Regions from separate parts of the Zea mays genome. Here all the other regions are linked to region 1. A link is a contact called in public Hi-C data. All regions are on one chromosome and are shown on one strand. The core of a region is the stretch at or near the end of the contact, and the rest is flanking DNA. Distances in the headings are between cores, read along the strand shown. Region 1 holds the start of LOC101027215 (reticulon-like protein B1). Region 2 holds the start of LOC103634995 (pathogenesis-related genes transcriptional activator PTI6). Region 3 holds the start of LOC100285848.

The links. A called contact is a pair of places that touch in the nucleus more often than the background predicts.
Region 2: a Hi-C map of ear shows a contact between it and region 1, with 3 times the contacts expected there. The contact joins the promoter of LOC103634995 here to the promoter of LOC101027215 in region 1. A contact is called at or near these places in 3 of 25 Hi-C or Micro-C datasets (bundle sheath, ear and tassel).
Region 3: a Hi-C map of ear shows a contact between it and region 1, with 2.5 times the contacts expected there. The contact joins the promoter of LOC100285848 here to the promoter of LOC101027215 in region 1. A contact is called at or near these places in 4 of 25 Hi-C or Micro-C datasets (bundle sheath, ear, leaf mesophyll and 1 more).

The regions. Positions count from the first base shown.
Region 1 is chr8:28,398,090-28,401,128 of Zm-B73-REFERENCE-NAM-5.0, forward strand. It overlaps LOC101027215 (reticulon-like protein B1), which reads left to right and starts at 1,429. Exons shown (of 5, transcript NM_001346553.1): 1 at 1,429-1,800; 2 at 2,745-2,925. The coding sequence starts at 1,521.
Region 2 is chr8:27,610,076-27,613,114 of Zm-B73-REFERENCE-NAM-5.0, forward strand. LOC103634995 (pathogenesis-related genes transcriptional activator PTI6) reads left to right here and starts at 1,508. Exons shown (of 1, transcript XM_008657568.4): 1 at 1,508-3,039. The coding sequence starts at 2,477.
Region 3 is chr8:27,827,257-27,830,295 of Zm-B73-REFERENCE-NAM-5.0, forward strand. LOC100285848 reads right to left here and starts at 1,531. Exons shown (of 2, transcript NM_001372341.1): 1 at 871-1,531; 2 at 1-229. The coding sequence starts at 1,188.

The sequences.
Region 1 (3,039 bases), core at 179-2,678:
GAAACCTTGGAAGTGGGTGAGGTGAGGGATGAGGGGTCCCTGATTTGTTGCCTATGGTACCCGTTTGATGGCTCGACATCGCTTTTCTAAATATCCTTTCCCTTACCACGGTGTCGACTCGGTATGCTTCTACCACTTCTATGTACGAGTCACCCATACTTCTATCATTGCAAAAATTATTGTGTTGTTCCTCTGTTGTTTTGGGCGTTAGTTTTTTTGTTGTACTAAGGTCTGAGCATAATTTGGGTATGTTAATACTTTATTTATTGTCTGCATGTGGTTTGTGTTCTTCTTATGATGGCTCATGGATCCTGCAAAATATGTGTTAGGATTTGGAGATCCATGTGAGCACTACCACAGGGTGCTCGTCCCTTGTGTTCTTGGATCTTGCATGTATTAGGTCGTTTCTGAGACCACATTGGCGCAATTGACTCCATGGTGTTTGAGGTTGCTGAATTGGATGGAGCAGCAATGATTTGTCACGCTAAGAGCATCTCCAAAAGACTCTTCATTTTTTACTCTCTATTTACCTTATCATAAAGATTACACTCTATTTGTAGCATCTCCACTCCAACAGATTATCTATCTAGTTTGGCTAGTCAGGTGGCTAGCCAAATTTAGCTAGTGAGAGAGCTAATTTGGAGAGTCGGATAGCTTGACGAGCCAGATAGCTAGTCTGCTGGAGAGTTATTTTGTTGTCGAATAGCTAAAATTTACCTTGACGAGCTATTTAGCTAGTCTCTTGGAGATGCTCTAACAGTAAAAGGAAAAGTTATTTGTTGGTTTTAAACGTTAGTAATTGCTACGAAGTATCATAATTTGTTTGGAGCGCATCCAGTTTTTATTGATGCCTGACTTTAGGAACCACTCCATATTTTGATCTATCTTTTTTATAAATTTGAGGTCATATGACTTATTTTAGAAACTTGAGCTCACAAATTTACTCTTATTTGATCTCTGTATGGTGGAATTATGTCATTTTATAATCTCTATTTGTTCAGTCAGTCGTTATGAACTTTCTTCTAATCGCTCTCTTTATTGGCCGTGTTGTACCAACATATATTAGATGAAGTAAACAACAACATCAGTTAGCTAAATAAAAAATATTATACGGAAAGTGGAGACAATCAATAAAAAATCTTGAGATTTTTTTATGGATAATTTATATAAGTATTGTTGTGAGCCGTCACAACGCACGAACAATCTAATATTGTAACTATACAGTCGAGAGTAAATGTGAGGTGCTGTGATTGGTATTGGCATGGCATGCCCCCTTCCACGTTGATTCCGTCTACCTTTCCACGTACCACTCCGGCGTCCAGGCGTCCAGCCCGCCTTCCATTTCGACCGTCCAATCCAAATCTGACGTTCTCGATGTCCCCCATCAGCTGCAAACCCCTTGCGCGCCTACAAATTCGCAGCGCGACCAGACCTCTCCTCCGCCTTTCCCGTGTCGTGTCCCCCGCAGCAATCACCGCGAGGGTTTCTTCCAATCCCGTTCGTTCCGTTCCAGTTCCAGCATGGCGGAGCAGCCGCAGGAAGGCGGCGCGAGCCCCAAGCACGAGTCCCTGATGGAGAAGCTCGCCGACAAGCTCCACGTCGGCGGCGGCAAGGGCGACTCCTCGTCCTCGGACTCCGACAGAGACGAGCCGCCCCACCCCTCGGCGCCGCCCACCGACGAGGTCAAGCAGCCCTCATTCTCCGACTCCACCGCCACGGCGGCCGCCGAGGCCAAGGCCAAGGTGTTCCGCCTCTTCGGCCGCGAGCAGCCCATCCACAAGGCGCTTGGTGGAGGCAAGCGTATGGCTCTGTTTCCCACTCCCACGCTCCGGTTGGTGCTTGCTTTTGGCTTGAAATCGCTAGATCGGATCTGCTGAGGTGCTTGGGTGGGTTGCGGACTACTAGATCTGATCGCTTACGTTTTATGGGATGGGACTAGCTAGGGCTTTAGGAAGGAACCGGTCCTTTAGATCGGTCAGTGCAGTCCCGCAGATTGGGGTCTTACCTGATCCCGGCAAATGTAGGCGACTAGTCTGCTTGGTTACTCTATGCTTGCTTCAAATCTGACCAATGCAAGTCACTGCACGCCGGTACTTATCCGATCTGCATGCTGTGCCTGTGAATGCTATTATTCACTGCCAAGCTCGTCTGAGCTGAGGCATACAGTATCTTTGCAGTGTCTGGTCTACCACACCCCACACGAATGCTGGTGGCGTTTCTGTAACTGCCATACTGCTATTAAACTTTTGAATACATCTGGTCTCTCGTGTTTACCATAGTCGGAACCTATTATCTGCAAGCGCATATCAGAGCCGATATATATATTTGTCTATGGATCAATGCTGAAGGGCCCTTTTGGTTGCTTTGAATTAAGATTATGAAACCGTGGAGATTTGAAGTTTGTTTGCAAAAGAAATATCTGGTAGCCTTCATGTTATGTTTATCTCAGTAAATGTCTTTTCGTTAGAGCTGTTTGATACTACCTTATCTACTCTGAAATGAAAGGTTTTCGTTTAGGGAGACTGTGATGCTTGCGCGTGTTGTTGTGCCTGATTATATGCCTTTAATGTAACCAAATGACAACAAGCATCATCGGTTTGTGTCTAGAGCTGATATTCTCCTGCCTTAAGCTTGATGATTGATAGACTTGATTGGTGTAATGTCAATTGTGAGACACTGAGACCTAAATACCTGATCGTCTGTCATTTTACCTACCTTACTCATTACTCTTCTCTATTTTGCAGCTGCTGATGTGTTCCTGTGGAGGAACAGGAACATCTCCGCCGGAGTACTTGGTGGAGCCACAGCAATCTGGATCCTATTTGAATTGCTTGGCTACCATCTTCTTACTTTTGTTTGCCATGGTCTCATATTCTCTCTGGGTGTTCTCTTTCTCTGGTCTAATGCTTCATCGTTTATCCACAAGTAAGAGATCACCTCAGTATCATAAACTGCTCAAACTATAAAACATACAAGTTTGTCCATTGCTAGTTAGATGGGCATAGGCTAATTTCATGATGTGAAATTCTGCCCATCAAT
Region 2 (3,039 bases), core at 258-2,757, 790 kb before region 1:
TGTTCTTGACTCATAGTATTTGAGAACAAGTCCCCAACATGCATTGTATAGTGCGATGGGAAGTGCTGCTGGGACGGGTGAGGATTCCGGTAACAATCCTCCTCAAAAAGGTCATGTGCGGACTGTCCGAACATTGGCCCGGACCGTCCGTGATTATGTGCGGACCGTCCGTTGTTGTACGCGGACGGTCCGACTGGGTAGTTTAGATTCTGTGTCGTGTGTGGTGGTTCGGGCGCATATCTAGGTAACTCATTAAAAATCGGCCCGACTGTTGTTGGTCCGGACGGTCCGCGCTAACGTGCGGACGGTCCGGGCATGTGCAGATCGACTGATTTGCTGCCGATTTGCGGTTGCTCAGGGTATGTGCCCATCGGCATCCCATAAAGGGGTTGTGACTGGTCGTGACAACCTGTAGCCGATGTGTTACGCGTGTTACCTCCTAACTCAACCTCGTGCGAAGGAAAATTTGTGATACTAGATTTATCAAATGCACGCACTAGTCTCTTAAGATCGCTTTGCATACCCCCTATGATGTTCTGCATTTGTTCACGCTGATCTTCTACATAATTTCTAAGAGATTGCAGATCGTTGGTATTACTTACATTGGGGATATCTGGCGTGGGTTGGAGCGAAGCCGGATCCGTCGCCCGATGTCGGACGACCTTGTTGTTCCTGTCCACTTTGAAGTTGGCCAAGAACTTTGCTTTCGCCTCCTGGATCATCCGCTCCTTGTGCTCCTCGAACTGGAGCTGCTCGTCAGCCGGCAAGGTTTCCCAAGTCGGCTCTATGATGTTGCTTGGAGAAATATCAGAGCTATCCCTTGAACCGGCCATTGAGGGCCGATTTGATGAGCTTAGATATGTCGTCCCCAGCGGAGTCGCCAAAAAGTATGTTGACGCCTTTTCGGAGCGCCAAATACTCAAGAAGAACCGGCGGCGGTGCTCTCTGGTCAGGCGCGGACGGTCCGCGGCCTAGGGCCGGACGGTCCGCGACCTGGCGCAGGGGCTAGGTTTTCTTGCCTGACGTCCGGACGGTCCGCGCCCTGGGGCCGGACGGTCCGCGCGTGTGCAGGGGCGGCGGAAGATCGCCGGCGGCGCCTGGATCTCGCTCCCGGGAGGGACCCCGTCGGGGAGGAGAGATCCTAGGGGTTGTCTAGGCTCGGGCCGGCCGACCTAGACTCCTCTAATCGACGTAGAGTCGAGGAGAGGCGGAGAATTTGGGGATCGAGAGGCTAAACTAGAACTAGACTAGAACTACTCCTAATTGTACTGGAAATAAATGCGAATAGAAGTTGTATTGATTCGATTGTTGATTCCAAATCGGCCGTAGACCTCTCTTTATATAGAGGAGGGGGGCTGGACCCTTTACACGACTGGATTTCGGGTTAATTCCGCAAATCTAGCCAACAAACATAGCACAAAACTCGGAACCCTAAACTGCTCTGCGCATGCGCGGACCGTCCGGCCCACAGGCGCGGACTGTCTGGACCGCGGACCGTCCGGCCGCTCAATATGGCGCTCAACAGTGATATTTTATTTTATACCCTTCGATTATAATCTAACTTATATAATTTTGACGAGAAACAAATGGTCTTATCATTAGCATCATAGTCAGCAAGGTAACAGACAAAACTCGACATAAATAAATCTTAGATCTATATTGATGACTACTAAGCCATTTCTAAGCTTGCAAGCCAAAAAAAAATACTGCATCCCGTTTCAAATTCGGAGGGAGGGGAAAAACGAAAAAGGTCACAGCCCGGGCCCCGGGGTAGGTGGGCGTGTTGGCTACTTGGCTCCCTTTGCCTTGGCACGCAAGCAGCCGCCGGAGGGAGACGGACCGAAACTGAAAATATCAGGTCATCATCATCATCCACGCGCGTGACATCACCACTCCTCGCGAACTAACCAAATTACTGCACGTCCCCTCGATCACTGGGCGTGACTGCGTGGGCGGGCAGACAGGAGTGGCCGCGGTGCAAAAAAAAAGGAGAGGAGAAAGAACGACGCCACAGAGGCCACGCGGCCTTTGCCGCCACGAAAAAAAAAGCCGGCTCACGTGTCGGTCCCTGACACGTGGGGCCGCCACGCACGCAGCGGATGCGGCGGGGCTGGAGCGACACGTCGGCCGCCGCCGCCGCCTCTAGGATGTCCCCGTCGCTTTCTGGTGGGACCGGCGGGGATACGGCCCGGTGCCATTGGATACCCGGCTCTGCTATCACCTACAGGTGGGTCCTGCGGCCTCTGTGGGGGTGGGGAAAGCAAACGGTCTGTTTCTTCGTTCGTTTGGTGCCTGGCTGCCTGCGGTTAAACGGGCAGCAAAGAAAAAGAAAATGATTTCCCGAAATGGGCTCGGGGAAGGGATGCTATAAAAAGTGGAGTTGTCAGCCAACAACGGCGGCAGCGAGCGCACGAAAGTTGGTTCGGAGGTTTCTTGAGGGGTTTAGCTTGGCGGCAAGTCAAATGCGAGCGGAGTGATGTGGCCCATGGAGGAAGAGGAGGTGTTCGTGACGGTGAGGCGGACGGAGCACGTCGACGTCACCTCCCGGGCGGTGGTCGTGGCTGCGGGGCGCGCCGCCGTCGCGGGGCCCAGGACGGTGCGGGTCTTCTGCGACGACTACGACGCGACCGACTCGTCCGGCGACGAAGCGGAGGAGGAGGAGGAAAAGAAGGCCGCGCGCAGGAGGGTGAAGCGCTACGTGCAGGAGATCCACCTGGAGCGGGCGGCAAAGGAGGAGGAGGAGGCGACGGCCGCGGCGTCTCTGGGGGCGGTGCTCCCGGGGCCGAAGCGGAAGCGGAAGCCCGACGGTGAGGCCTCGGAGCCCCGGTTCCGCGGCGTGCGGCGGCGGCCGTGGGGCAAGTACGCGGCGGAGATCCGCGACCCGTGGCGCCGGGTGCGGGTGTGGCTCGGCACCTTCGACACCGCCGAGGAGGCCGCCAAGGTGTACGACTCGGCCGCCGTCCAGCTCCGCGGCCGCGACGCCACCACCAACTTCCAGCAGCAGGTGGACCCCGAGCGCCTCTCACAGCCGGCGGCGTC
Region 3 (3,039 bases), core at 281-2,780, 570 kb before region 1:
GCAGGCCCTCGCGCCGGAGGATTTCACGGACCATCTCCACGGGGCCGTGCCCCGACGCCGCCTCCAGCTGCAGCCGGATCTTGACCAGCTCCACCGGGGACAGGATCAGCGTCTGCAGCGCCCCCGTGCTGACGCCGGCCAGCGCCACGCTCGCGTAGGACGGCGGCTCGGAGGTGGCGGGGCCCAGCGACCGCGACAGGACCGCATACACCTGGAACACCATCGCGTTCTGCAAACACAGACAGCAACAGCGAGCATTTTCGTTAGCTAGCATGGGACATGACAATTGACACCACCATAGCGCGCGTGGCAGACTGGTGAGAGAGCACGGCGAAAGGAGGCCATGTGAAGCCGAAGCATGCCATGTGAGCGCCTGCAGCGCCGCAGCATTTCGCCAGAGATTCAACCCAAACATGTGTCGTGCCCACACTGCCCACTGATTCTGCCAGATGCAGGTATTTCCTGCTGTTCGTCTGGTAACCCACTCGGCCGAAAATGAGATGACCATTTCGACACGTCTAGCTATCTATCTCTGGAGCTTGCTGGCTGCTTGTGTTCGCGAGTGCACAAAGAGACAGACAAGGCAAGAAAAGGTAGTGCCGTCGCCCGATGGCTAAACTCGATCGGTAGCGAGTGGTGTAGCGCATGTGCTTTTGTGGAGCAAATAAAAATGTCATCTTTGAAAGCGATCGCCTTTTACTAAAAAGTAAGCAATCCTTGGAGACAAAGGGGAAAAGGAAGACGTATCGAAAGGATCCACGGCGTCCGTCCGAGGCCCTGGGATCCGTGACCCGCCCGTCCGGATCGCACGCGGCGTGACCGCGTGAGAAGGAACAGAAGCGCGGCGACGTGGAAGAAGGGCCGACTGACCTGGAAGGCGACGGAGGCGAGCGGCGCGGCCATGCCGCGGTAGAGCGCGCAGGGGCCCTCGGCGCGGAGGATGCCGCGTAGGAGGCGCGGGGCTGAGGGGTGCGCGTCGCGGCGGCGTGGTGCGCCCGCGGCGGGCGGCTGCTGGAGGCGGATGCGGAGCGTGTCGAGCGGGTGGCCCGCCAGCACGCCCGCCATGCCGCCCACCCCGCCGGCCACGAACTCGCGCCCGCCGCTGGAGGCCAGGAACTCCGGCCAGAACTCCATGGACCCGCACCCGCCGCCGCTGGTGTCGTCGCTGTACGTGCCAGCGGCGACCATCCGAGGGCCGGGCTGGATCGGGCCACGCGCGGCGCGGAGTGAACGAGACGGACGGTCCTCCGTCCCTCCGCCTGCTATAGGTGATGTTGGCTATGTATGGATGGATGGGTCCGAAACTAAAGGCAGCGCGCGGCGGCCTCCGTTGGAAAAAAAAAAACGTCGGCGCGCGCGGCCGGAGAGAGCGGAGGAGGAGGAGGAAGTGGTGGCGGGATGTTGCTGGGAGGCCGGGAAGCTAGCCGCGCGCGCGCCGCCTGAGGCGGAGAGAAGAAAGTGGTGTCTAGATGGAGAGGAGACGAGAGGTCGCTGTGCCCATGAATTGCGGCAACGGCATGCGGTATTTGTGTGTGGCTGGCTGCTTCGCTTTGGCCGTTGGCATGCGCCGAGGAAACCGGCCACGCTAGCGCTAGCGCCTCCGATCCGTTCCTTTCACGAGTATAAATAAAACACGTTCGAATTGTTGTTGTCTGTAAATTCGGTAACCATGAAATTGACTGCTACATCTTGCGGTTTAACACTGGCTATTTATTTAGGCAACAAATCGTGTGCATACACGCTTCATTCGGTGTAACCATGAAAACGTTTGCTATATGGAGTGTGCTGTGTGCATCCATATCGTGTAGATGTACGTGAACGTGAGAAAATTTTGCAAAAAATAACGCCCAACGACCTATACTGTTTTGCACTTAACCCCACTTACATGCAAAACAGTATGGACCCGCGAGCGTTTTTTACAAAATTTTCTCACGTTAACGGACAACCACGCGATACAGATGGACGCTCCACAACAAATGTTTGCACGGAATGTAGCGATTGCGCATGATATGTTGCGATTTATTTAGGCACCAACGAGTTGTGTACCGGGAACAAACGAAACACATTGTGCACAGCGCCAGGTTAGAGTACCTCCAAGGGTTTTTTTCTTCTTCTAAATTTCACTCTCTAAATTATAGTTTGGAGAGTTATTTAAATAAAACCACTTTTTATATCTTTCCAATCTCCAACAAGCATTCTATATCTTGTTTATACTGTAAAGAGTCATTGTGCTTTCTATCTTTGGCTAGTTAGAAAACCTGGAATATAAGACATCTATATTTGATAACCATTTAAATAAGTTGTTGGAGCGTATTTATTTTTTTAAAAACCCTCTATTTATATTAACTAGGAAAAATAGAGAGTATGTCTCTTACACGTCACATCAAGCACCTCAACACTTGAGTCACAATATGAATATGAATTTAAGTGTGTAGGAATAAGAATATATTTTAAAAAGGTTAAAAATTAAATAATGGAGACTAAACGTCTACAACTATATCTTCTAGAAACACTTCAAGATGCTCATGTTGGTGACAAATCAAACACATATGTGCACGAGCATGACCACATTGACGTCAAGTTAGACGTACACGTACCTCAGCAACATGAATCACAATTTGAATTTAAGTGTGTAGGAATAAAAATAAGAATAGCTTTCAGAAAAAGTTAAAAGTAAAATTTAGAGACTAAGCTATACAAGTAAATCTTCTAGAAATCCTTCAAGATGCTCATGTTGGCGACGAATAAAACACATGCGTGCACGAGCATGACCACATTATATTGGCGTCAAGTTAGACGTACCTGAGACAATATGAATTTAAGTGTGTATGAATAAAAATAAGAATAGCTTTTTCAACAAAAGTTAAAATTAAAAATTGGAGACTAAGAGTTCACTCTATGACCGATGGTACTTACTCATGGCAACTCTCTAGAATCATATATTGTCCACACATAACAATACGAATCTTTTGTGCGTACTTTCTTCTCACTTATTAGGACACAAGAAAACTTCCCGGTCGACCACTCATCACAAATTGC